Linked DNA regions of Mus musculus: all the other regions are linked to region 5. A link is a contact called in public HiCAR-type, HiChIP or PLAC-seq, Micro-C and promoter capture Hi-C data. All regions are on one chromosome and are shown on one strand. The core of a region is the stretch at or near the end of the contact, and the rest is flanking DNA. Distances in the headings are between cores, read along the strand shown.

Evidence for each region. Hi-C and Micro-C count contacts between places; a contact is called where the count stands out from the background. HiCAR-type assays count read pairs that join an accessible place to other places. HiChIP or PLAC-seq counts read pairs in DNA pulled down with a chosen protein or histone mark. Capture Hi-C pulls out chosen DNA fragments and counts their contacts.
Region 1: an H3K27ac HiChIP or PLAC-seq map of large pre-B cells shows a contact between it and region 5, with 9 times the contacts expected there. The contact joins the promoter of Slain1 here to the promoter of Tbc1d4 in region 5. A contact is called at or near these places in 2 of 115 datasets of contacts at active chromatin or transcription factors (large pre-B cells and pro-B cells).
Region 2: a Micro-C map of embryonic stem cells shows a contact between it and region 5, with 6 times the contacts expected there. The contact joins the promoter of Pou4f1 here to the promoter of Tbc1d4 in region 5. A contact is called at or near these places in 1 of 39 promoter capture datasets (embryonic stem cells), 2 of 484 Hi-C or Micro-C datasets (both in embryonic stem cells), 1 of 115 datasets of contacts at active chromatin or transcription factors (astrocytes) and 1 of 9 other capture datasets (embryonic stem cells).
Region 3: a contact with region 5 is called in a HiCAR-type map of astrocytes, with 9 times the contacts expected there. The contact joins the promoter of Dis3 here to the promoter of Tbc1d4 in region 5. A contact is called at or near these places in 2 of 39 promoter capture datasets (hippocampal neurons and pre-B cells) and 5 of 115 datasets of contacts at active chromatin or transcription factors (astrocytes, embryonic hindbrain, forebrain and 2 more).
Region 4: a promoter capture Hi-C map of adipose tissue shows a contact between it and region 5, with 5 times the contacts expected there. The contact joins the promoter of Bora here to the promoter of Tbc1d4 in region 5. A contact is called at or near these places in 1 of 39 promoter capture datasets (hippocampal neurons), 3 of 115 datasets of contacts at active chromatin or transcription factors (the 230-238 cell line, astrocytes and large pre-B cells) and 1 of 9 other capture datasets (adipose tissue).
Region 6: a contact with region 5 is called in an H3K4me3 HiChIP or PLAC-seq map of embryonic forebrain, with 4 times the contacts expected there. The contact joins the promoter of Klf5 here to the promoter of Tbc1d4 in region 5. A contact is called at or near these places in 1 of 39 promoter capture datasets (hippocampal neurons), 3 of 115 datasets of contacts at active chromatin or transcription factors (astrocytes, embryonic forebrain and stem cell-derived neural progenitor cells) and 2 of 9 other capture datasets (adipose tissue and liver).

What each region holds. Positions count from the first base shown.
Region 1 is chr14:103,648,494-103,653,077 of GRCm38.p6, forward strand. It overlaps Slain1 (SLAIN motif family, member 1), which reads left to right and starts at 1,735. Exons shown (of 7, transcript NM_198014.3): 1 at 1,735-2,415. The coding sequence starts at 1,862.
Region 2 is chr14:104,465,329-104,469,624 of GRCm38.p6, forward strand. It overlaps Pou4f1 (POU domain, class 4, transcription factor 1), which reads right to left and starts at 2,671. Exons shown (of 3, transcript NM_011143.4): 1 at 2,283-2,671; 2 at 357-1,543. The coding sequence starts at 2,405. The coding sequence ends at 401.
Region 3 is chr14:99,096,465-99,101,184 of GRCm38.p6, forward strand. Dis3 (DIS3 homolog, exosome endoribonuclease and 3'-5' exoribonuclease) reads right to left here and starts at 3,306. Exons shown (of 21, transcript NM_028315.2): 1 at 2,982-3,306; 2 at 2,219-2,376; 3 at 1,121-1,314; 4 at 293-366. The coding sequence starts at 3,209. It overlaps Pibf1 (progesterone immunomodulatory binding factor 1), which reads left to right and starts at 2,960. Exons shown (of 18, transcript NM_029320.3): 1 at 2,960-3,665; 2 at 4,565-4,720. The coding sequence starts at 4,586.
Region 4 is chr14:99,044,836-99,049,306 of GRCm38.p6, forward strand. It overlaps Bora (bora, aurora kinase A activator), which reads left to right and starts at 1,542. Exons shown (of 12, transcript NM_175265.5): 1 at 1,542-1,845; 2 at 2,466-2,633. The coding sequence starts at 2,481. It overlaps Mzt1 (mitotic spindle organizing protein 1), which reads right to left and starts at 1,301. Exons shown (of 3, transcript NM_175245.4): 1 at 1,159-1,301. The coding sequence starts at 1,228.
Region 5 is chr14:101,607,634-101,611,784 of GRCm38.p6, forward strand. Tbc1d4 (TBC1 domain family, member 4) reads right to left here and starts at 1,558. Exons shown (of 19, transcript NM_001081278.2): 1 at 330-1,558. The coding sequence starts at 827.
Region 6 is chr14:99,295,423-99,300,103 of GRCm38.p6, forward strand. Klf5 (Kruppel-like factor 5) reads left to right here and starts at 3,269. Exons shown (of 4, transcript NM_009769.4): 1 at 3,269-3,800. The coding sequence starts at 3,573.

The DNA of each region.
Region 1 (4,584 bases), core at 485-2,984, 2.0 Mb after region 5:
CAGGAGGGGATGAGTGCTTAGTTCTCTGCTTCTTTAGAGTATATGAATGCTGTAGTAGAAATGACTGCTTCTCTTTACTTGTTAACTCTTGTTGTTTAAACTGTTATGTGCTGATCCCTAATTTCTTTCACTGATGTGGCACTCAGCAGCTCTTTGTTCTCTTTGTGCCTGTCCTCTCCCTTTCTTTGTGTTTCAGGGATACTGCTGCCCGCATCTGCCACTGAGCATGCGGGGAAAATCTTTCAATAGATTCTTCACTTAGGAGTTTCAGCAGTAGTACTCCACTTCTCCAGGTTTTAGTAATAACCAACAGGCCCAAAAAAAGGAAACTTGGAAAGGTGGTGGGAGATACAGGTGGTTGGGGTCAGATGGCCAGCGGGGCTCTGTGTGGAAGGTAACTTCAGGGAAGTTAGCATACACTAACTTCCAGAAGCTCTCTCCAGCCGAGTTAAATTCAGGACACCCACCTTTGCACATACACCCAAGTTTAGAGCTGTAGCTTGCCAAGTGAGAAGACACAAGTGTTTCTGAGCAGCAAGGCACAGGATCAAATTTTAAAAGATTAGAGGCAACATCCTAGCGCTGCCACAGAGATGTGCGGTATGTTTTCATTGACGTCATGTGTACAGTGCCTGAGCGAGGCCCTTCACAAGCTAGTACACCGTCTGAGGATGAAAATCAGCGGTGTGGATTGTTCTCGCACTATAACGGCAGGCTTTCCTTTGTGTTAAACCCACAAAATGCTAAGTCAACATTAACTGAACAAAACGATCGGTTCATCTGCGTAAAAGCATTTTTGTTGAAAAAATAAAAAGCATGGTTTCCAAGAATCCCCCCCCCCAAAAAAAAAAAAAAAACCAAACAAGCAAACCAACAAACAACAAAAAAGCAGGGAATGTTATACCTTTCCTCTTTTCGCTCAGGCACGTGTGACTTTAATAGTGTAAATGATTTAACAGATGGTGCACAATTTTGCTTGTATTTGCAATCACTGATGCCTGTTGTTCACTTGCTCAAAAAGCCAGCGTTTAGAACACAGTGGAGCATGCAGGAGATGCTCAAAGATCTTTTGTCTAATATAAAAGAGCATGAAAACCCAACTCTCCTTTCATGGTGAAAGACTGGTGGGGATAGTTCATATATGGCTATTTTAGATAGACTGAAGTGAACGCCTGACTCTTCAGCAGCTGGCCATCCTCCCTCATAGAGACTGGGATTTCTCACTTTCCCTCCTTATTCTCTCCTATCCCACCATTTTGTTTCTGTGCTACTTAATACTACCCTTAGCCGCATCTTTTCAAACAGACCCAAAGCATCTGTTGTTGCTTTTTTGGGGGGGGGGTGAGCATCATGTTCCCCAGACCTTTTTTCACGAGGTTTCATTAGCAGGTGGCAATACCCTGAAGTCTAAAAGTGCTCTTGTAAGAGGGCTAGCCATTGGCCCTGGGTACGTTTTTCCCCTGCCACAGACACCTGCTACTTCTTTAGATCCCGCCCCTGGCTGTAGTCCTAGAAGTGGGGTTCTCTCGCCCAAAGCGGAAGAAGTGCGAGCGGCGGGAAGTTCAGGCCAGGTCCAATCAGGCACCTGAGGTTAGGTGGTGTGGGTGCAGACGGATGCCCAGGGAGGGTCCCCGCCGCAGGTCCCGCCCCCACGACACATCCATCACCAGAAGCTCCGCCCCTCGCGCCCCGCCCCGTCCCGGGGCCTCGGCTAAAACCCGGAGCCGCTAGAGCAGAGCACGGTGCAGAGCTGCGCGGCTGCTTCTTCCTCGGCCGGAGGCTGGGCCCTGGTGCTGATGCTGGTAGGCTGCGCGAGCTGGGCCCGCGTAGCCTCCTCGCCGCGGCGCTCGGGGCTCCCGCGATGATGGCGGAGCAGGTGAAATGCGCCTCGCCGGTGGCGGCCTCCGGCGCCGGCCCGGGGCCGGTGGTGAACGCCGAGCTGGAGGTGAAGAAGCTGCAGGAGCTGGTGCGCAAGCTGGAGAAGCAGAACGAGCAGCTGCGCAGCCGGGCGGCCAGTGCGGCCGCCGCCCCGCACCTGCTGCTGCTGCAGCCGCCGCCGCCCTCCGCCCCGCCGCCAGCCGGGGCCTGCAGCCCGCTCGCCACGCACAGGGCCCCGGCCAGCACGACCTCCCCGGGCCCGGGGGCGCTGGGCCCCGCGTTCCCGGGCACCTACTGCTTGCCCAGCCCCGCGCCCTCCCTGCTCTGCAGCCTGCAGCCGGCTGACGCGCCCTTCGTCTACTCCAAGCCGGCGGCGGGCTTCTTCGGCGGAGGTGGCAGCCCGGAACCGGGGACCGCAGGGACCCCGCCGGGGGAAGCCGCCACGCCGCCGTTGCCGCCTCCAACGCTGCTGGACGAGGTGGAGCCGCTGGACCTGGAGAGCTTGGCCGCCTGGAGCGAGGAGGACGACTACACCTGGTATAGCCGAGCTCCGCCGCCCCCTCCCCCCGGAGTTGGGAGGCCCAGCACGCGGGGGCGGGGCGTGGGAGGCAGGGGACCCAGAGGCCTAGCAGGTGCCAAGCCCTGAGCAGAAGCTTTGCATGGAGGCAGAAACCTGTTTTAGCATTGTGCCTATTGGTCCGACTGGGGACTGCCATCTGCCCCGTGCTTTGCTCTTTGCTGATTACGGGGTCCCAAGCGCCTCGTTAGCCTTAAATGCACAACTCATGTCATCTTGTCGCTCAGCCCTGCTCTCTTCTCTCTCTCTCTCTCTCTGTGTGTGTGTGTGTGTGTGTGTGTGTGTGTGTGTGTGTGGTGAAGGTGCTTGTCTTCTGCTCTCCTCCACTGCTTACCGTTCTTTCCTTACAAACGAACGCTGCACAGGATTGGTGTGCAGCCCCCCTTTGGTCACATCGGAAGCCGCCTAGTGATGAGCCTCTTCTCAGACATCTGCTATTGCAGTTGAGTTGTGTAGTTATATATGCCATCTCTCTGTATTTTCATAGATAACCTTTCAGATACCGATTTGATTATTAAAGGTGTGCCATCCTGGTACGTCAGAGGCAAAGGTTTTTTTAAGGACTGGAGGGGGCAGATGGAGGCGCTACGTTCTTTTAAAAAAATTGAACTTAAGAGGAATTTTCATTAATTTAGAAATGAAACCACATTGAAGAAAAAGTAGGTAGTTTTATGTTAATTTGACACAGGCTAGAGTCATCAGAGAGGCGGGAACCTCAATAATGCCTCCACAAGATCAGACTGTAGGTAAGCCCGTAGAACATTCTTAATGGTTGATATTGGAGGGCCCAGCCCATTGTGGGTGTTGCCATCCCTAGGCTGGTGGTCCTGAGGTTAAATAAGGAAGCAGGTTGAGCAAGTCCTGGGGTGCAACCCAGTAACTAGCACCCCTCCATGGTCTCTCATTTAGCACTTGCCTCCAGATTCCTGCCTTGTTTGAGTTCTTGTCTTGTATGAGTTCCTGTCCTGACTTCCTTTAATGATGAACTGTGGTGTGGAAGTGTAAGCTAAATAAGTCCTCCCTTGTCGTCTTTCCCCCCCCCCCTCCCCAAGTTGCTGTGTGTGTGGGTCCTGGTGTTTAATCACAGCAATTTTAACCAGAGGATGGCACTATTAGAGACACTTTATTATCTAGTTTTAGAAACTTTTAGGGTTGATTGTAAGGATGGTGGAAACTGGACGTGTCTATTCAATGGACTCTGGTTAGCTGTGTGTTTCTGCTCATGAATGAGTACTTTTTTGAGGAGACAGGTGCCTAAGCCCCTGCTGCTTGCTCATGGAAGGCTTGGCCTTGGAGTATCTTCTGTTAGGAATCGCTTGCTTGGTCGCTAGACATCCTCTAGGCGTGTAGGCATACCCCAGGAGTGGTTAGATAAAGTGGAGTGTGGGTTCATGCAAGGAGGTTGAGCAGTGTTCACATCGGGGTAACAGTAGGATGAAGAGTTGCATCCTTTTGCCTGTTATTTAAGAAAATCAGATTTTTATTTATTATTTTTTTCATTTTGTACTCTTGTTACTGATTGTATAGAAGGGAAATGGGAAGTGGGGAATCTTATTGTTTTGCTATTGGGAACTACAGTCTTCCTTTTGCATCGATACCCTACATGGCACCTACCTGTAAACTTTCATTGCCAGTTGCTCTGATTTTGAAAATTAATAACATAAATCTATAATAGACTTTTTTGTGGGCACATGTATCATCTGCCTTCAGCTTTGATTTTAGGAACTGTACAGGGATCCTATGGTGTGCAAGTCTAACAGCTCAACACTTCCTGGAACTTTAAGCCATTCTTTCTAAACAACACGCTTGGGTGGGGGTACAGCCTAAGTATAGTCCCGCCTGAGTATAGTATTGGAAAATGGTCTTGCAGTGGCTTTTGTGTTTCACTCACGCCTGTCAACCCTATGCTAATTTCAAATCAGTTGAGTTTTTGATTTTTAAATGATGATTTATACAAACAACGGGGAGAAGTTGGTTTCTAATCTGATAGAAATACAAAGGCGCAATCCCTTTAAATATGGCATATTTAAAAATTTAGTATTATTATCATTGCTGTTGTTGTTATTATTTTGTCTTCCTGAGAGAAGGTCTCACACTGTAGCCCAGGCTGGTCCTGAAGTCTGTGTCTT
Region 2 (4,296 bases), core at 1,421-3,920, 2.9 Mb after region 5:
CCTTGGTCCCCAGATGATTTTGTAAGTGTCTCTGGTCAAGATCCCCAGTTCTTCACCCATCTTTCCCTCCCACCCTGCTCCCCAGAACCATCCTGCTTCTCGAAACCCCCCCAGCTCCAGTCTTTGCGTTTCTCCCCCACCCCCCAGGCCCTGCTCACCTAAACGTCCCCCATTCTCTCCTGCCATCCCAAACTTTCTCCACACCCACACCCCTGTTCTCTAGGCTGGGGGACAGCTAGGGCCGGGTGCAGAGTGGAGCTGAGGGAAGGGCAAGAAAAGGAACTCCCCAAATGCAGGCAGGATAACGGACAGTCTAAATGAGGGGAAGTGGGCCAGAGGGAGCCCCAGAAACGCACCCCTCAGCTCCCCAGTGTGCCCCACCCGGCGTCTCACACCCTCCTCAGTAAGTGGCAGAGAATTTCATCCGCTTCTGCTTCTGTCTCTGGTTGCAAAACCACACCCGCACCACGTTCTTTTTGAGGTCCAGTTTCTCGGCGATGGCGGCGATCTTCTCAGACGAGGGCCGGGGTTGTACGGCAAAATAGGCCTCGAGGGAGCGCTTCTCGGGCGCGGCGATGGAAGTCCGCTTGCGCTTCTTCTCGCCGCCGTTGAAGAGCTCCGGCTTGTTCATTTTCTCACGCTGCGCGCCCTCGGCCTCCTCCAGCCACGCCTGCAGGATGGGCTTGAGCGCGATCATGTTGTTGTGCGAGAGCGTGAGCGACTCGAACCTGCAGATGGTGCTCTGGCTGAGCGAGCCCACGCCCGGGATCTTGAGGTTGGCCAGCGCCGAGCCCACGTCGGCCTGCGTCACGCCCAGCTTGATGCGCCGCTGCTTGAAGCGCTCGGCGAACGCCTCGAGCTCGCGCGGGTCCGTGTCCGAGTCGCAGATGGACGCCAGGCCCGCCGCGCCCACCACCGCCGCCGCGGCCGACGCCGCCGCCACCTGCCCCGCCGCCGCCGCCGCCGCTGCCGCCGCCGCGCCGTGGTGCGCCGCCGCGGCCACGAGCCCGGGATGCGGCAGCCCGGACGGCATGTTCATGGCCGCCGCCGCCGCGGGGTGCGACAGGTGGCCCAGGCCGTGCATGTGCGGGTGCGGATGCGCCGAGCCGCCCAAGAGCCCGCCGCCCGGGCCGCCGCCGCCGCCCCCCGGGCCGCCGCCGCCGCCGCCACCCCCGGGGCCGCCGCCGCCCGGGCCACCGCCGCCCCCCGGTCCGCCTCCGCCCCCGGGGCCGTCGTGGGCGCCGCCGCCGCCTCCCGCCGCGCCTGCGCCCCCTGCGCCGGCCATGAGCGCGAGCGACGGCGACGAGATGTGGTCCAGCAGGTCACCGGGCTCGAGCGCCTGGTGGTGGTGGTGGTGGTGGTGGTGGTGCGCCAGCGGCACGGTGGACGTGGACGTGCAGGGCACGCTATTCATCGTGTGGTACGTGGCGTCCGGCTTGAAAGGGTGGCTCTTGCCCTGGGACACCGCGATGTCCACGGCCGCCAGCGCCTCGGCCCGCGCCAGCAGCGTCTCGTCCAGGCTGGCGAAGAGGTTGCTCTGCAGCTGCAGGCGACACAAACCAAACCAAAAAGAAAAGGAAAGAAAAAAAAAAGAAGAAAGAAAAAGAAAAAAAAAGAAAAAAGGGGGGACAAACACCAAAGAAACCACAAAACAAACACACAAGCAGGAAAGCACGGGCAAAAGGCAAAACACAAAGCGACCAAAATAACAACGGGGGGTGGGAAGAGCAGGGTCAACGGAGGACCGGGGGACGATTTGAGAACATGCCGGGGTGGGGGAAATAGAAGGGGAGAGGCACAGGGCCAGGGAAGGGTAGAAGGGGACGCACACGGAAACACATTCCGGGGAAGACAGTGGGAGACGACAAAAAAGAGCGAAAAGAAGAAGAAAAAGAAGAAATGGAGATGTCACTCGAAGCTAAGGACCCGTGCCACACACCCGAACGAGAAAGCGAGCGAGCGAGCGAGCGAGCGAGCGAGCGAGCAGAGATCGCCTTGTGCAGGCGTAAAATTAACCGACAAAGTGGAGCCAAGTCGACAGCCGCGGCCCGAGAGCTCCCCGCGGATGGCAGGCGCTGGACAGAGGCACAGGCGGATGGGACCCGGGCCTCCAGCGGCCCCGGGCCACGCGTGCCTGGCAGCGGGATCCCTCTAAGAGCAGTCCCGCCCGCGGGAGCGGGGCCCGGAGCCGCCCGGGGCAGCTGCCGCCAGGCAGCGGCGCGGAGCGGGGGAGGGGGCGAGCGCGCGGGCCGGGACCGGGGCCGCGGGCGTGGGGCGCTTACCGGCGGCGTGGGCAGGCAGGCCCGCCGGATGGCCTCGGAGCTGGAGTGCAGCGACGGGTACTTGTGCTCAGGGAGGGTGGGATGCATGGCAAAGTGAGGCTGCTTGCTGTTCATGGACATCATCTTGGCGCCTTGGCATGTAAAAATCCACAAAACACTCGCAAAGTCCGCGGCAAAGTGCGCACGCCGGCTCGCCCGGCCTCCGTCCCGAGGCTGCGCTCGCTCGCACTGCTCGGCGGCTCCGCTCGGAGGCTCGCCGCGGGGGCTGCTGCTGCTGCTGCTGCCGCTGCTGCGCCGGCGAGCGCAGCCCGCTGCCTCGGACCGACCGCGCAGAGCGCCCGCCCGCCGGCCCGCGCGCAGGTCCCGCGATCCCGCTTCTCCGAGAGCTCTAGCCCCGGCGCGCCGACGGGCTGCGCTCCTCTTACACCTGAGCCCCACTTCTCGCGGCCGGCCCGGGCAGCTCTCGCGAGAGCTCGCGGGCCCCGCCGCGCTGACAGACAGCAGCTGTCTCCGTCTGTCTGGCGCGCGCCCTCCCCGCGGCCGCGGCGCCGTGCTTGGGCGAGCGAGCGGGCGGGCGGGCGCGCGCGCGCTCGTCGAGCCGCGACCGGCGGCGGCGCGTGGGAGCCGCTCTTATAGTGACCACCAGCAAGGACAAGGCAGGTGATGCACCTGTAGCTGGCCAGGCATGCGCGCTGCAGGTCCCACCTTGCCTCCGCCGGTCTGCAAAGATCAAAAAGGGCCCGTTATTGTTGAAGGGTAGGAACCTTTTGGAGGAAGAAAGCCAGGATGCAAGCACTCCTCTCGGGTGTGTTTTCCTCCCAGAATATATGCGCATTATTTAGGCACACCTCCACTACCCGGTGCCTAACAAGCTGTTATATAATGTATACAGAGAGGCATTTGTATGTTAAATTATGCCCGTGCATTCCTCTGTATATGGAGAAAAATAGCAACACAGAAATGCGCTGTGGATGATGCTGTCTTTATGCTGCAAGAACCTGTTTCTTTCATGGTTTATAAATAGGCTCCCGGAGAATAATAGCCATGACAGACAGTTGTTTGAAGCAGTCAGACGCTATTGATTTCCACGTAATTTAATTTCTCTGCATACTTTGTTGTTGTGAATATAACTGTGTCAGGCACCACCAGTGACAGTCACTTAGGAGCAGTAAGGAGTGTGTGCTTTCTACTCGGGAAAAGCTGTTGAAATGAAATTGTGCATTTCTCTTATTGTTTGTCTCCTTTAACCGTGTACAAACTCACATTTCAAAGGAGCTCTAGGTGATCTGAGGCTTTGAGTCATCAAAAAGGAAAAATAGTAAACAGGGTGTAGCCGAGATCTTTATCTTTTCCTCTCCAGTGAGACACACACACACACACACACACACACACACTTTTTTCCCCCCTGGAAACTCCAGGAAAAGAAATCCACTTCAGAGAAAAGGGAATAAGATGTTGAAAAGAGAACTTTCTTTCACATCGCTTTGGACCCTTGCTTTTTATATCTGCCTGCTTACAGTATTTTTCTTACCTGGGATACAGAATGAAGCTAATCTATAGATTGTAATTCAAAATGTAAATTCAAATCAGATAGAAGGAACTGGTATGCTATCTAGTCCAGCCTTCAATAATAGTAACAACAACAACTGTGAAATGAAGACCTATGAAGAAGAAATAAATTAATGAACCTGTTATATTACCCTCATGTAGCAGCAGATCAAGGGCCTCTCTGGGGAGCCTCAGCTTGGGTGCCTAAGTCCCTAAGGATACAGTCCTTGCCTAGGGTGATAATAACGGTCCAGATGTTATCACATCTGCTGGCTAGAGAGCCTGAGAGAGACAAGAAACTGCTTATGGGAAGCAGAGATCAGATACATAATCTTTCAGGTCACTCGCACAACAAGAAGGTCTGCATTTCCACCAAAGAGGAGATCTCATTTCTGCAAACCCAAATCTTTGGTCCAGCAGATTTGTATTTTTCCTTTGCTTTAGAGAGTGTATATCTTCAGGACAC
Region 3 (4,720 bases), core at 2,056-4,555, 2.5 Mb before region 5:
CTCCAACCCACTCTTATACAGCCTTTCTGTTAGACTGACATTTAATGGAGAGAACTCAATCTTTACTGTCTCACTTCAGAGTAGACCTTTACTTAGGTCATCACTAAAGACTGCAAACTTCCTGACGCCCAGCATGAATCCCTGCTTCCCACTATAGGGCCTGCTGTAATACTATGTATCTCCTTATGACTCCCCCCACCCCTTAGGCTTCACCTTGTATGCATGGTTAGCCTACCCACAATGGCTAACTTTATATTTTCATCTTTTCAAAACAAATCATGCTGAAACATACCATTTCATCGGACAAGTAAGCAAGACGGTCTATAAGTTCAGGGTTAGCAGTCAGGCTCTTTACGTATTCTTCACCTGAAAAATAAGTTACTATTTTTAAATTCAAGTACCTAGGCACTGTATTGAGGCGTGAGGAAACATGGATGGTTGTCTTTTGACAGGACACCTGCCATTTTTTTTTAAAAGATTTATTTATTATATTTAAGTACACTGTAGCTGTCTTCAGATGCACCAGAAGAGGGCTTCAGATCTCATTACGGATGGTTGTGTGCCACCATGTGGGTGCTGGGATTTGAACTCAGGACCTTCTGAAGAGCAGTCGGTGCTCTTAACCACTGAGCCATCTCTCCAGCCCGTCACCTGCCATTATGAATAAATGGAACAAGACCCATGCCAACTGTGATCCTGACTGAAACAGAGCAATGGGTCTAGCACATGCACATCTTTTACTATGTCAACTGCAAAGAATGAGGAGAAACCTAACAGCCACAATCTACAACTTGCTTCCTTAGCTCACTGAGAAGTTTAAAACGTAAGAGGACTGATGGCTCGGCAGCTAGACACACTTGCTGCTTTACAGAGGGTCTGCTTCCTGTTCCCAGCACCCTCCTGGTAGTTCACCCCTACCCCTTAGCCCAGGGTTTCCAATGCCTACTTCTTACATAAGGGAAGTCACCCACATTAAAAATTGAAAACTATTGTTTCAAATGTAAAAAGGCCACATGAGATCACCCAGGACAACGCAGCTGGGTCATGTGACCGCGCAGCCTGATCCTAATGTTTCTGTACAGCGGGACACAGGCTTGGAAGCACCCACACTCAGACCTACACGTGAAGGCTGGTATCCCCTCTTGCACAGCTTTCTCTTTGTTCTTCCTGTCATTGGTTATCAGGATAACTTGCAGCTGACTGTCTGCTGCCACCCTCTTCAGGTGCTCGTTGTACCACTTCGCTGCGACTCGGATGGCTCTGTCATTCCTGTCATTGGCATTCTCTCCCTGCTCTTGCTCGATGTAGGTTTCTCTAAATGTAAAAGCGACAGGAAACACAAAACAAAAGCTAGCCAGTGGGGTCAAAACTTCTGGGACATAAATGTTCCACAGCCACTGGAGTTTAAGGAGGCACAATGAATGAGCAGCCCACAGGTGGACACACTGACTATCTATCTATCTGTCTGTCTTGTCTGTCTCTCTCCCCCACCCCCTCCTCCTCCTCTCTAGGAGTGTGTATGTTTGTGTGTCTGTGTGTGTGTGTGTGTGTGTGTGTATGTGTGTGTGTGTGTGCATTTAGTTCCTGCGGAACTTAGTTCCAAGTTCCATGTTCCTGAACATTCCGGTTCAGGAAACTTGGAACTGACAGGAGAGTGCTATTTGCACATACTTGGCATAAGCAGGTTGCAAAGCACCTACGATGCATAAGAAAATTTCATACAACAAAATACTCAGTTCAAAATGTTAATAATGTCAAAGCTGAGAAAGTGACTTTAAGCATCATAGATACATATTATCTACTGTTTAATATAACAGGCAGCTCATTATGTTTAGAAATTTAATTTCAATAAATCAGATGTAAGATAAAGCTTATTAATCACAAACTCCCACATTTTTCTCCTATATATTTGTCACTCACATAATATGGGATTACAGGAGTGTAGATGGTTCTTATCGCCAAAGAATCAACCATTCAACTCAATAGACAACTTAAAGGGAGCATTTCAGAAGTAAAAGGACGACTTTAGCGGCTAGATCCTGGTTTAGGGTGTGACCTCACTAACACTGCGACCTTAGATGAGCCTATGTAGGTAGCACTGTCTTCCACACAACCAGGTAACCACCAAGCAGCACAGGAAGCTACAGCCTGTGTTTGATAAATTCCTTTCCAAGAAGTCTGTTAAATTTAGGTAGCCCTGTGGTTTTGTGATACTTACTTATGGTGCTCATTAGTGAAGGTATAGAAATGCTTTTCCTGGTTATTGGTCACATCCCTGATTCGCTTGTAGATGGGGGCGCTCCGGTTTCTCACTTCTTGCATCACTGTTTGTAGCACAATGACATTTCTGATGGCCGGGTGTTCGAGGACATCAATCTTAAAAAACCAAAGCCAAATGTTAACTCCCCCGTTTTCAGTTCTACCTTGAACTCTCTGCCCAGCCTGAATTCTTGTGACAGTTTAAAACACTGACTCTCCGTTAGGCCAAAGTGGTACTTGGCTGCAGAAAAAACTTGACAAAGTCACTAAGGGGGGACCCTGTAGGCCTGAGACGATGACAAGCACCCATAATCGGACCACAGAGTTTGCAATACCAGAGCTATTAATAAGTAAATTATGCTGGCCCACACAATTTTTTGTTCGTAGGCACTTACAAGCTGCCTGGGGGTCGCAATCTGGAGGCCACAGAAGCCCAGGTCCCCGGCTTCCAGGCACTTATAATCTAAAGTAGAAGAGACACCAGGGGTTAGAAAATGTAACGTGTCTAAAAATAAGACTCCAAGAACCGAAAAAAAATATATATATATAAATAAATAAAGTGACATCAGGGAACGGTACCTCAGCCTGGATGGCAGGATGCGAGCGAGGGTAGCCACGGTACTTGCCTCTCTCCATCCAACATCCCAAGACCCGCCTCCCCGGTCCCCAGCGTCCCTGTCTGCCACGCCCCCTCGTCACCACGCGGCCCCGCGTCCACGCACCTGGTGCAGCAGCACATTGGTGTCCGGCAGAAGGTAGTGCGGCCACGGGCAGAGGCTGCTCGCCTGGTCCCGGGGCTGCAGCTCCAGGGCCGGGCCCGCGTGCGCCCCGCCGCAGGCCGAGCAAGCCGGCGCGCCGCAGCCGATGTCATCCCGCAGGTAGTGCTCGCGCACGATCTTCACCACGCCGCCCGCGCGGGTCTTCTTCAAGAACGTCTTGGACCTGAGCATCTCGCCTCGCGGCGTGGGATCCCGGCCGTCAGCTAAGAAACCGAGGCGCGGCCACGCGCATTCCCGCTTTTGCCCGCTGGCTGGTGAGGTCACTCTCGCGAGAAAACACGAAGGCGCGTTCGTTCCCCGACGGTCGCGGTGATTGGGCGAGTGTTGGTTGTTTCCTCCCGCCGGTGGGCGGGGCTTTCCTCTGGACTACAGCTCCCAGCCTGCACCGCTTCCGACTGGCTTCCGGGAAGGAGTGAGCTTGGGTACCTGCGCACCCCAGGTTCTTCCGACTTCTTCTGGGGCACGGCGTGTGGTTGTCTTGGTGACCGATCCTAACGGTCCGGTAGCCCCGAGATACCTGTTGAGGGGTGGCAGCCTGAGCTGCTGACTGAAGACGCCATTGGTTCTTCCAAGAGTCCGGGTGAAGCTGGTGTTATCCTTATATGCGGAGTTACTGACCATTGAGAGGTAGCTTCCAGGAATCCTTTTCCCTTTCTTTCTCACGCGGCGCAGAGATGCTAAAATGTAGGAAGTTTAGAATGTACGGATTTCTTAATCAAAGAGGGAGAAGCCGGTCCCTGGTCCTTGGTAACTCACGCAAGGATTTGTTTTCTTATTTTACTTTTTTTCCCCCCCAATCCTTTCCCTTTAAAAAGGAAAGAGGCGGATTGTACTGAAGCTCTTCCTGTTCCCCCCCACCACACAGACCTCCTTCTTTAGCGTTCCTCTTAGAGAAACTGAAATAGCTAGTTCTATAACTATTTTACTAAATCGTGTCGTATTTAAACAAGGGAGTTACAAAAAGCCTTGTGAAGGCTAAAATGTGCTATTCAGAATATTCGAGTTTGTACCCTTCTAACCTCTTTAGGTTTTTCAAGTTATTTAAAAATGCTTTTGTCGCACTCTGAGCCTGTTTTCAAATTTTTCGGTGATGCCTTAACTGTAAAACTAAACCTGGCATGTAAGTCTTGCTTTATAAACCCTCCACCGACATACCAACATTTTTCTCTCTGTGTCCAGATTTCAATACTACTTCTGTGAGGACCTTCAGTGACAAAAATCAACCTCTCCTTGAGTTTGAAACTTAGTATTATAGGGCTATCCTTTCTATTTTACATGACTTTATTTATCTGTTACCTTCAAGTAAGATTCTTGCCCCGAGACACACACACACACACAGGACAATGGGTGAGTTCATGATAGGATTTAGTGAGTCTGTTTGATTTGAACACTAATCTGGCTTACATTTGGGACCTTCCAATACCTAATGATCTAGGCGATCCTTGGTGTCTCTTTAATGCTCTGTATGCCCTGTAGTAGGTTTTTTTTTTTTTGTATATTTAACTTTATTTCTTTTTATTCTACAGAAGATTGATTCAAATAATAAAATGTCTCGCAAAATTGCCAAGGAACCAAAAAAAGTAAATATCTCTAGTTCTCTGGAGTCTGAAGATATTAGTTTGGAAACAACCATTCATACAGATGATGTCTCATCATCAGAGGAGCGAGAAGGTAAAGTCAAA
Region 4 (4,471 bases), core at 292-2,791, 2.6 Mb before region 5:
CACCAACTTAACCAGTTCTCTTCAGACACTACTCACAACACACACTGGTGCACCCAGCACCCCATGGACGCTCCAGAGGCAAAAAGAGAAGCTCAGGAACTTGAGGTCACTCTAGGCTACACAGGCAAGAGTCTTATCTCAGAACAACACAACCTAAAAACCACAACGGTACCCTTGTGTACATACATTTATTTTTACAAAACAATAAGCCGTGGAACATCTAAGATGAAAGAAAAAAGAAAAAAAAAAAAGACAGGCTGGAGACAGAAAAAGAACAATGTGGCAAACAATTAGGTGGGGAAAACCACTGCAAAGCGTAAGGTTATCTTTTGAGAAAGATGTTGAGGGGGTAACCTCTGGAAACCATCAAAGCCACTGCCAAAACAGACATGTAGAACCACACGTAGATGGAAACGTGTAAAATTAAGACAAAGAAAGATGCTTGCTAACGCAAAAGAAAAAGCAAATAAAACCGATCACTTGACACACACTTTACCTGGCTGTCTTATTTTAAATACCCGGAGCTACAACTTTATTTTATTGTTTACGAATAATAGTTACTTTCTAAGTGTTGGGTCCGAGAGGGACAAAGCTGCAGAACCATAGCAGAGAGAAGGGAACTCTGAGACTTATTTCTGTACCTCTGGGTGCGCTCTACCTATCAGGCAGCGGGCGCGGACACACCCACAACCGCGGTCACCCGTGTCGCCCGATCTAAGGAGTGGGAGATGGTGACGGGGAGTGGTGCTCAATCACTGGAAACAAATAACCCGTTACTGAAACGCCTGGGCCCCGGAACTGAGCTCACCGCGTGGACAAAAAGGTCCACGACCCCTTTCGCCCCGGGTCCCCAGGCCACGAGCACGCGCCAGACACGAGCAGGCGCCAGACACTTGGCGGGTCGCGTGGCCCCAGGATGGGCTCGCAGGCAGCGGTCGCGAGGCCTGGAACGCCCCGCGCGCGCCAAACTCCGCCGCAGCGGAAGACCGGAGCTCTGGGGCCGCCAGCTTCGAGGTCGCGGCGGGTCCCCTTCCCCGTCCCCTCGCAGGATACCGCCGAGGCCGACGCGGGGACCGTGGGGCCCTCTACGACGCCTCCATCCGGGGGCTCGGCGCCGGGAAGCGCAGGCCCGGTCAGACGAGAACGACGCGCACTCACCGTCCATGGTCTCCCTCACCGCGTTCAGGTTGGCCGAGGCCGCCGCGCCCGGGCCGCTACCGCTCGCCATGGAGAGGAGAGGCCCCCGCCCCGGTGGGAGAAGGCCTGACCCGGAACTGGAGCGCCCGCCGCCGCTCGGCCCCGCCCACACACCGCGCGGCGGCGCTCGCACCGCCCAGGCCACGCCCCCGCCGCCCGGGCCACGCCCCCTCGCGCCGAGCGCCGAGCGCCGACGCCGGACCGCGTTGATTTGAATTTGGAGCCTCGTTCCCTTGCGCGGAACGTAGAGCGAGGAGTTAGCGTTCGAATTCACCCGGCCGCCTCGACGCCATTGGCTGGTTCGCGGACGGCGGTGGGACGCGATTGGCCGGTGACCTCTCCCCGCCCCGCGCCCTGGTTGGCCGGAGAGCACGGAGGGAGTTAAAGAGTCGGCGCCTGGCGTGGGCATCTGCAGGGTGATGCTAGAACTTCCACGTTGCCCACGAGTGTAGGTACGTTCTCCGTGGCCCCAGGCCTGGACTCCTGCTTCGAGGTGGACCGCTCTGGTTTCCTGGCCCCAGACGTACCTGTGAGCTCGCCTAGGTGTGAAGGGGAGCAGAGAGAGAGGGCGCCTGGACACTGAATGGTCGCTGGAAGTGACGTCTCTGCTGTTTCCGAGGGAGCCCGCTCAACTTTGATCTTACAAAAGTAAATTCTTTTCTTTTCTTCTTCTTCACCCCCGCCCCCATCTCCCTTCTGGCTGTAACCCTCTTTGGAAGGAATGCAGCGTGCCTTTGGATCCCGGAGGGGGAGTGCTCTTTAGGAAAAGTAGTTTAAATCCCCACCTGGGTCCAGCCTGTCACTCACCCTGTTCAAGTGAGGACTAACGTGCCAGTAGTAAAAATTGCAGTTCTGTGTGGAATTACTTGGGTATCCGGACGGTGTTCGTACGGTTTTGTCTTGAGATGATGAATAAGGAAAACGATAAATAGAAGTCGTTTGGTTGGAAAGGCACTTATTTTTGGTGTAATCAGATTGGACCAGAGCCCACTCATAACCGGTTGGCTGCTTCATATATGCCGCATAACTTCCGTGCATGCGTTGCTTCCTCTGAAAAAGTGATAGGAGCATTGCCGTACCTTCCCCAGCTCCCAAGGCTCGGCTCCGGATCATCTGAGAAAACGTGCAGGGCTGATTCTCCTTTGTAAACCATAGAAACTTAACCCCAAGAGGATTCGATTTGGAGTGAGATGTTGAATGTATTTTGTCGGGATTAATATCTATGATATTCAGTAATTTTAATATGTGTACTTTTGATTTCTTTCTAGTTTGCTTCCTGGGCTATGGGAGATGTCAGCGAATTAAAAATGCAAATAACACCAGAAACTCCAGGAAGGATCCCTGTTTTAAATCCCTTTGAAAGTCCCAGTGATTATTCTAATCTCCATGAACAAACCCTTGCTAGTCCTTCTATCTTTAAGTCCACAAAACTACCAGTAAGTTTCTCTTGCCTAGTGTTTACAAGTGATTTTAAGTGAAAGTAACTACAAATAATTTTAAGTGTAAATACAAGAAGAAGATGGCACCTAATCTTGTAATGGTTCTTTGAGCAGACATGATCTGAGCGCTCTTATGCAGGAGGTCGACATCCAGGAACTGCCCACACCAGCACAGAAACAGCACACAGGCTTTACAAGTTAGCTGGTCACAGCTGAGCTACTCATATATACCTCAGACCAAAGACAGCAGCCAAGACCAATATGGAGACAAACATGCCACGCTCTAGTAACGAATTATGGACACAGAAATGTGAATTTCTTATTATTTTTCTGTCATAAAATAGTGATACCTTTGTTTCCTTTTGCCCAGCCATTTGAAAACGTTCAGCCCTAATAAAGCTTGTGGTTATTATAAAAGGGAGCAAAGTCCTGCACTGTTGGAAAAAAAAAAAAAAAAAACTCAGCAAAATGAGCAATTTTGAAATTGTAATGCGTAGCCGGGTGTGGTGGCACACTCCTTTAATCCCAGCACTCGGGAGGCAGAGGCAGGCGGATTTCTGAGTTCAAGGCCAGCCTGGTCTACAAAAAGTGAGTTCCAGGACAGCCAGGGCCACACAGAGAAACCCTGTCTCGAAAAACCGGAAGAAAAAAAATTGTAACGCATGTGCTATGAATAATATTAACCAGAAGGAGGGAACATAGGAAGTGTGTTCTTCAGGAAATCAGGGTTGCTTGTTTTTACTTTGCTACACTGGCAAGGCTCTTTTGATTTGTTAAGCACACTTTCCTAGAAAAGCTGTAAAGCAAGGTGCGTTGGCTGCTTTGATGTCAGCTTGACTTTAAGCTCAAGTCTCAGACTCCGTTGAGAAGATGCGCCCATTAGATTGCATTTCAGCCAAACCTGTTGGACATTTTCTTGATTAAAACTTAGTATAGGCGGGCACAGTGTATTGTGGATGGTCCCATTGACAGGCTGGTAGTCCTGGGGTCTGTAAGAAAGCAAGCTGAGCCAAGCCATTAAGTAGCACTCCTGAGGTCCTACTCAGGATGCCTCAGGTCCTCCTTCCAGGTTCCTGTCCTGTTTGAGTTCCTGCCCTGACTTCCTTCAGTGGTGACCAGTAATATGGTTTAAGCCAGATCAGCCCTTTTCTCCCAGAGTTGCTTTTGGTCGTGGTGTTTCATCACAGTCATTGCAACCCTAAGACACCAGATGGCTGTTTCTTCTGCGTTTTATGGCAGCGTAGACAGGAAAGAGTTGTGCGTGAGCCAGATGTAGTTTATATAGTCATTGTGTTAGTTTGGCCTTACGACATTCACTGATTATGATAAGACAGCTTATTTTAAAGTTGTCTAACTTCAAATTATCTTAATCCAAAGTAAATAACAGCAGCTGGGAAGATAGCTTAGTAGGTAGCATGCTTGCCATTTGCAGAGCAAGCACAAGGACATGAGTTAGAGCCTCAGGACCCATCTCACAAAGCCAGGAGTGATGGATGGTTGTCCTCCTAGTGTAGGGGAGGTAATTACAGCCCCATCCTTGGGGCTCCTTGCCCAGCCAGCCTAGATTACAAATTGGATCAATGCCAATGAAGACCATATCTCAAAAAACCAAGAGGGATAATACCCGAGATTGGCCTCCAACCTCCTAGTATGCGTGTGTGCAGATGCACACGCGCGTGTGCACACACACACACACACACACACATCCTCACAAACATGAACATAGATATGCCCACAGTAATAAAAGAATGCTTTCAGTTAAATTGGGTTGGTTTGGTTTTGGTTTGGGGTCTGGTTTGGTTGGGTTTGGTTTTTCCAGACAAGGTTTCTTTGTG
Region 5 (4,151 bases), core at 308-2,807:
CATCCATCACCAGTCACCAGGATCCTCCTGGGATCCGCGCTTTTCCTTGAGTCCTCTGCAGACTTGCCAACTCCTCCCAGGTCCCAAGACCACTCTGAGTCTACTTCCCTTCCTCCCGCTCTGGGCAGCCAGCCGGTCCCCAAGACCAGAGCAGCAACGAATCGCTTTCTCTCCCATTCCCATATCCCAAAAACAGAACGAGGGGAGCACCGGAGCGCGCCACGTGGAGCGCAAGCCAGCAGCCAGATCCAAGACAGTTCTTAAAAGAGAGGCCCCTGCCTTGCCAGTCCGGGTGGCCCCAGTCCCGCCCCCTGGCACCCACAACTTACCTGGTTAGGATCCGTGGCGCGGAAAACGTGGCAGGCCATCTGTGACTCGGGGTCGTCGGGCTGCGCCTTGATCAAATAGGCAAAGTAGGTGAGGTCGTGACTGTTGTGGATGAAGCGCGAGATGTGCTGAGCCTTGTGCTCGAAGATGAACACCCCGGTGTTGGGCTGCACAGCCCCGGAGCCTGCGCCCCCGCCGACCCCGGCACCCGGCGCAGGGACACAACGCAGAAAGGGGGCGCTGAGCACCAGGATCACCTCCCGGGCTGCGGGCGCCCCGCAGCCGCCCGCATCGGGCTTCTGGCTGCGCCGACGGATCTCGGCCATGAGCCAAGGGAGCATGGGTAGCGTGGTCCTGCGATCCAAGCAAGACCCTCCCACGTACCATAGCCGGAAGCGCTTGTCGCCAGGCTTGGTGGCACCTGGCTGTGCTGGGGCACTCGGCTCAGGCTCCAGGGGGTGCGGGAAAGGCTCATCCTGAATGCAGCTAGGCGACTCCATAACTCGCGCCTAGCGAGGGCACCGCGCCCCCAACTCTCACTGTGCAGGAGCCGAGGAAACTGCTAACTGTCGCCCCAGGCCCCCGCGCCTGCCTTGGTGCCACCAGTTCTTAAAGTCCGTGCTTCAGCGGCCCTGCCCCATGCGACACTTCCCCGGGCGCGGCTCCGAGCCTTTGGCTGCAGCTCAGTGGACTAGCGGGAGACCCAGGCTCACGCGCGCATCCTCCTTCCTGGAGATCGCGCCCCAGGGCAGGTCTGTTCTCCAGCCGCCGGTCCGTCCTTGGGGTCCGGGACCAGGGCAGCCGCGGTCTCTCGATCCTGCTCGGGCTCCTGCTCCTGCAGCCCGCTGCGGCCGGCGCGCTCACCCAGCGCTGGCACGGGAAGGCTGGGCGGAGAGTGGAGCTGTGGGCGGGAAGGGGCGACTGGGGCGGAGCTGACTCCTAGCAGGGTGACCGGCTGTCACCTGGAAGGTCGGGGGTGCCCGCTTGCGGCCCGCTCAGTCCTGGAGAACTAGTCCAATGGAAAATAACAAAAACAAACGTGGCCTCGAGCAGGCAGCTCCTGCACCCGCCGATTCTGCAGCCCAGCTCGCTGCTCCTCCTCCAGGGTTCCCGTCCCTCCCTCGCTCGCTCCTTCCTTCCTTCCTCCCAGGCTGCTACTTTAAAGCCGGCTGCTACTCCGCCTCTAGTCTACGGGCGCAGAGCTTTGCCAAGAAGCTGAGGTCGCCTCCCTGCCTCCTCCTCCGGCCTCCGCCCCTCATCTCGCCTCGGGGGGCAGTCGTACCCAGCTTGGCGAGGGCACTTCCCGGAGCAGGCTGGCCTCTCTCCTCCTGGAGACTCTACTGCCCCCTGGAGAGGGGCCATTCGCAGTGGGGCGCTGGGATTTTGTTTTTGAGCAATATTTGCTTAGTTTTATTCTGTCTAAAGCCTGAATATTACTATGTTCTGCATCCTTTTTCTTAATCTCAAGGACTCATCAGGATTTGATCACAATTCTATGATAAAATACATTCCAATATTCACTTTAAATTTCAACATTGCTTGATATGAATCTTCCCATTTCTTAGTGCAGCTAACTTCTTAAAATACACAGAAGTTAAACTTCTTTACCCATGCCCATTTCAGAGCTAGTGCAAAATTCTTCCCTTTTACATATGAGAATACATATTTCAAAAAAATTAGGGATAATTTGATTATTGTAATTTTAAAACAAAACAGTAAAATATAATTCCTTTTCCATTCTAGCATTTTAAATGGGTTTTGTTATTGGTGCTGCTGTGTGTTTAGTGTTAGTATTTTTAAGTCAAAGTCTCCTTCCTAGATAGTACAGGTTGACTTGGTACACTCTATCCTCCTGCCTCAGTTTTCCAAGACCTGGGATTATAGGAATGTACCACCATCCTCGGTGAACTCTCATACCTTCGTTATACCTTTGCTGGATGATAAGGAATGAGCAGGAGAAAAACCAAAATAAAGGAGGAAACTTTAGGGGTTTTTGTTTTATTTTGTTTTTCGAGACAGGGTTTCTCTGTGCAGTCTTGGCTGTCCTGGAACTCACTATGTAGACCAGGCTGGCTTCGAACTCAGATCCACCTGCCTCTGCCTCCCGAGTGCTGGGATTACAGGCATGTGCCACCACTGCCCAGCAGGAGGAAACTTTAGACTTACTTTTTTCCAGGTGCTTAGAAGAAAAAATGAAAACTCCAGGGTTTTGTTTTGTATTTAGTGGTCTTGTGATTTTCTCTAGGGTCATTTTGCTTCCTGTTCAGACAAAGTCAATAGGGTCAAATATGCTACACTTCTGGGACCACCACATAGCTAGCCTCTTTTTAAGAACCATCTATGTTCCAGGATGAAGATGTTATCAATTGGTTGAAGTCGTTTACTTTAACATGAAAAAAAAATCTCTGTGGAAAATACAACTCAAGTCTTCAAGGAGGAATTAAACACTCTGAGAACAGAGATAGAAATTGTCTAAGATTACAGCAGACTTCGTGCACAGATCTCATTTCCCTAAGTCGCACCTCTGACACTTGTGAAAGAGAAGGAAAAGAAAAAAAGCCATGGCTCAGTTAGAGAAGCCTTAGTGGTCCCTCCAAGTCAATCAGTGTGCGGACTAGGACTGTGTTTGGAGCCCCACTGGACCAGTTCCTACTGGCATAATTAACTCAAGCCAGAGAGAATAAACTTTTGGTGATTGGCAGGAAAGGCAAGCTAACTGTGGTTGTACCGGTCACTCTTTATTTCAGAGATGTTTACCTTTCATTTATAAATCGTACTACTATCTGGGAAGATGGCTGTCTCTGCCCTCTTTAAGTTGAGCATGGCCACGTGACATGACAACGATGTGTGAACAGAAGTGACTCGGGTCATGTCTGAAGGACAAGCATTTAACTGGAAGCAGAAGACTGCACACTTGTCCCACTCTTGCTCTCCGGTGGCCATGGTGAAAACAACACATTCAGATGGAGGAGCCTCGTGATCAGAGAAGAACGGAATGCTGAGCCATCGCTCTGAGGACAGCTGTCCTGGAAAACGCCAGGGGCAAGAGAGACGCCTCACACATAAATGATAAACTCTTATCCTACTAAACCACTGGGATTGTGGGTATATTAAATATTAGTTTCCTTATTAACCTGTCCTAGCCTGTCAAATAAAATACACATTCACTAGTATATACTTATCATAACCTATTTTATAAATACTGATGGAGTCGACCTAGTAGTTACATGAACTATGTGGTAAACTGTTAGATTCTTACAATTACTGTTTTGCCCCCAGAACTTACAGAATCATTCACATATAAAAACATTCAATTTTGTAATCATCAATTGGATTTTGAAAGTAGTATATGTCTTAGGATTTTACTGCTGTGAACAGAAACCATGACCAAAGCAACTCTTATAAGGACAACATTTAATTGAGACTGGCTTACAGGTTCAGAAGTTCAGTCCATTATCATCAAGGTGGGAACATGGCAGCATCCAGGCAGGCATGGGGCTGAAGGAGCTGAGAGTTCTATTCTTGTTTGTTGTGGATTGCCCTGGTGCAGCTAGAAGAAGACTGGCTTCCAGGCAGCTAGGATGAGTGACTTAAGCCAATGCCCACAGTGACACACCAACTCCAACAAGGCCACACCTCCTAATAGTGCCACTCCCTGGGCCAAGCATACACAAACCATCACAATATGCCACTACAACATAGAGGACTTATTACACCGCATATGCAGGTGTACCGTGTTTACTATGTGCTGACACAGACCTCCACCGGAAACCTCCAGTCCTTCTACTCTCAACCCCAGCTATTCCAAATGAAGACTGAAAGAA
Region 6 (4,681 bases), core at 2,019-4,518, 2.3 Mb before region 5:
TTACCCTCGGGCACTGTGTGCTCACTTACCACAAGTTCCTTTTGCTCTTTCTGGTATCTTCTCTTACAATCCAGTATCATTTGATAGGTCTGAGTATAGAAATGGAACATCCTGTGGATATTCTCCCAAACTGAGTGTGTTTTGGAGGACTTTTCTGTGTTCAACTGACCAGAGGTGTCTCTGCTGTCGTGTTTTCTTGAAGCACTGCCCTGCAGATTGCTCCTGGCTTTCATCGGCTCATTCAGAAACCATTTATCTATTTTTTTTTCCACTGTCTCTTGCAAGCCCCCGCCCCCGTAGCTGGATGCCGCCGGCTCAGCCCCCACACATTCAGTCTTATTTATTCCCGTAAAGATAGTGACACTTGGGGTTTATTCTAAGACTAAATCCTCTGCCCCGTGACTAAGGACCTAAGCATGCACACTGCCTCTATGCTTACCCTCCTAGCCAGCCTGACTACTCAACAATTTTCTTTCTTTTCCTCAGAATCAAACTCCCCCCCCCCCCACCGTTTTGGCACACTTCAGTTCAAACACAACTACTGCCAGGCCACTAATTGATTTCTGAAACCTGACATTTGTCTTTTGTTGTTGTTGTTTTTTGTTTTCTCCCATCTTCCCTAATGGTACAGGACTACTCAGCTGGGAGGAATGCAAAGAACTAGAAAGTTCAAAGTCATTGAGGCTCTGTCCATTCACACTGGCTGGCTGCACGCCAGAGTAGAACCTGGAAAAATCTGAAAAATATTTATCGAGTTTTAACCCTTTTTTGGAAGTCGTGTGGACACGTTGTCAACAGCGGTGTTTGTCTTGGTTAAACATGGTCTCTGTGTGCTTAGGACAGCAATGGTACACACCTCAGAAAGAGGATTGCAGCCCAGCTTCCCTACGATCACACACAGCTCAGCTGGTTGTTTTCTGTCAGTCTGAGGAGCTTCAGAGAAACTATTACTTACTTAAAAGCAGTGGCCCCATTGCCCCATCTCTATGCCAGAAATTACATGTAAATAAATGCCGCCACCCCCAGCAAAAAGTAGATATTCAAGTATTTTTAAAACTGGAAATGGATCAGCTATGTGAACCAGGCCCAGGCAGGTTCACATACACATTCTTTAAAAGATAGGAAAATAATAAAAGAGTGACAAGGTAATAAAAATACGTTCTTCAGTGTTTGTCACGCAGCTTGGTGGGGTCTCAATTGGCTGCAGTGAAATGTTTGTAAGAGAAGCATATTGAAAAGCTATTGTGTAAGTTAGAAAGATTTCCATTAAAATAAACGGGTCTTATTGCAGTAAAATGGCATGCCCCACTGACGCTCTGGTTTAGAGAGGCTTAAAAGCCAATCAGAATAAAGAGAAATTCAAAGAGTTAAAGGAAGGAACCATCCTGTTAAGAGCTATCAACACTCCACACTTGGTTTGGTTATACTATCAGCATTAAGTACCCAGAGGTCTTCTAAAAAAATGACCCCTTTTTAAAAAGTTAAAATCTGACAACAATTCTATGACCCGTCTCAGAGTTATTTGAGCACGTGATTGGCTTTAATAACAGAGAAAAATGAGGCCAAGTTTTTAAAGATGAAGGTTGGCAACATGGGGTTGTCGACGTAAAACGTCAGTACACACACACTTATTAAATAACACCCTGGTATCATGAAAGTTGTCATCACCCATCCTCTGAAAGTGGCAACCACAACTGTAAAGATGGATCATTGCTGACAGGAAGGAAAAGGGAGAAAAGAAACTGAGTTCACAATATGATTTTATCTTTGCTACAATAAATAAATAAATAAATAAATAAATAAATAAATAAATAAATAAATAAACGACACGTGAGACTTTGGAAATTTCATTGGAAATGAGACTTATACCTGTGATACACTCTTTCAGGTGCACTTTTTTTTTTTCCTAAGAACTTTTTAAAAAGATGCTTCACTGTAAAGGAGCGAGTGTGCTCTAGGTAGGTATTATAGTATAGTGTGCTGCCAACAGACGTAAATAGATAGCAATATTACAGGCGTCTTTTTAAGTCGCAGTTTATTGTTTCAGCTTCTCAATAAGCCAGATAAAATCATAGACAAGAACATTGAGGATTAAGGAAAGGCGTTTCCTTTGGTGTGATTACTGGCAAAAATTAAGAACAAAACCAAACCAAACCACTCACCTTCCATTAAAACAACGCAGTAAAAAGGTAGTAATATAGTTGACTGTTGCTTTCCTACCAGTTTGGATACCCAGTTTTCAGGGCTGTTGAATGTCTGTGAATGTTTGTGCCTTCTTTGGTTCCCGTTTCGTAGGAAAAGGTGACACTGTATTAGGTAGATGGGACCCATACTTCTGAATATATTAAAACTCCATTCCCCGCCCCTCCGAACACTACAGTGCTAGCAAAAATAAGCCAAAGATGTAATGTCTATTTAAATACCCGGTTGAGCTGGCTGTTAGTTCTCAAATTAGATTCCATGCTCGGGCTAGAATCAACATGGTTTAAATATTAAAAACTTCATAATTCATATGGCCCACCCCACCTTTTCCCCACATTCGGCGAAGGAGAGTAGACATGTCTGTGAAAACTTGTAGCTCCTTAAATACTGTAGGGGAAAATGTGCCCAGGTTGGTATGCAAGGACTTGAAAAAAAATGCTTGACATTTACAGATTTTATTCAGGCCACAAGGAATCTGCGAAAAGATAGATAGATCTACGGCTGAAAACACAGAAAGGAGGGCTGTTTTACGTTTGTTTTCGCACCGCCCCTTGTTTTCCTCTAAAGTACATTTTGTATACTTAAAAAAAAAAATACACTCATTGGTTAAGACTGGAAACCTCAGCTCCCCCCACCTAGCTGCCTTCTGTCTTCGGTTTTCGAGTTTCAGGTCCTTGCACAACACCTAAGACGTGCAATACTTTTTTTTCGCCCTAATCCTGGCAGAGAACAGTTCGGAGAGATCTCCCTCCGCGTCTCCACCCTGATTTCCCCCTCTTCCTAGATTCCACCCGCTCCTCTCCTTCCCTCCGCCCGCCCCGTGCTCCGCCGGCCCAATCTGTCAGAGAAGTTGTGTACAAACTGCGCCGCAGCCCTGCGCGCGAAGCTCCTGGCCCGCGAGGGGTGCGGTCGGCCCGTCGGAGGCGGGACCTCGTGGGCCTTCTTTCCTACTGGCTACCCTCTGGCCCTGGGGCCTTGCCATTGGCCACAACGCTGCCAGTCCGGTGAGCTGGCCCTGCCTCCCCGGAGTTGGGTGAAATAGAGGCGGGCGTCAAGTGTCAGTAGTCGCGGGGCAGGTACGCGCTCTCTTAGGTTGCTGGTGGAGCTTGGGGGTGGCGGGAGCGGGTTCCGGCGAGAGGGTGAGCGAGCGCTGGGGCGGGGCGGGAGAAAGTGGCTGCCCGAGGACCTCGGCGGTGACGCGTGGCCGAGCCCAGGAGCCCCGATCTCCGTGCCCGCCTTCGTGAGCGTCTGGCTGCCGGCCCAGGGGTCCCCCGCCGCGGCCCCCCGCCGAGTCCGCCGTCCCGTGCCAGCCCGAGCGAGGTGGGATCGCGATCGCTCCGTGTCCCGCTCCCGTAATCCCCAGACCGTCCATGCCCACGCGGGTGCTGACCATGAGCGCCCGCCTGGGACCACTGCCCCAGCCGCCGGCCGCGCAGGACGAGCCCGTGTTCGCGCAGCTCAAGCCGGTGCTGGGCGCTGCGAACCCGGCCCGCGACGCGGCGCTCTTCTCCGGAGACGATCTGAAACACGCGCACCACCACCCGCCTGCGCCGCCGCCAGCCGCTGGCCCGCGACTGCCCTCGGAGGAGCTGGTCCAGGTAAGCAGAGCGGCCGGCCTCCCTTCCCCGGCTCGGGCGTGTCCCGCCGCTACGAGGCGCGGGCGACAGGGGCCGCTCCAGACTGGGACGCGCGGGAACGGGTGCCCGGGTGGACAGCCCCGCCCTGCGCTCCCAGACGGGGCGCCGGGGAGTGGATGGGGGAGCAGGGCGGGGGCCCACCCGGATCTGTCCAGAGGAGCTAAAGAGAGCCGCGCGCTCGCGTGCACCTTCTCTTTGCTTGCGTGGGGATGAAAGCTTGTGCCCACGCTCAACTTGGCTTAAAATGCTTCTTGACCGCTCTCTCCCGATGGCCCTGGCCTTGGAAGTCCACCTGCCTGCGTCCTCTGGGGTGAAATAGAAATGCAAATTGGAGTACTGGGGTTTCATATACCCCCGTGGAGGCTCACCCTAGAATGTATTGTAGGGCCCCGTTTGGAAAACTAGAATCTTAAGGTTGTATTGGAACACCGCTTTTCCCTTAAAAAGAAACACGGACAAAAAAGGCCAGGGGTGTTGTTTTTCTTAGTGTGCGCGTAAATTTCCTCTCGGAGTCGCGTTGAAAGCTGGCAGTTGGCTTTTACACTTGCCCAGCAGCCGAATTAGAGCAAGCGCCTGTTTCTTTCGCCCACGCACGGGAGTCATATAGCCTAGAAAAAACTTCCCGGGACTTTTAGCTAGTCCCAAGGAAAAAAAAAATTGGAAACAGACCCACATGCAAACAGCTGGAAGAGCTAAAATCAGAAACCACTAACCGCCACGGGAGCGCAGTGCACGAAAGGGTTTAAGATCGGTTTATTTCAAGACGCTTAGTTTAATAGCCTCTTGCTGTATTGTGTATTTGCACTGAGCGCCTATTTCTTGGGGTCTGCCAGTGTCGTGGT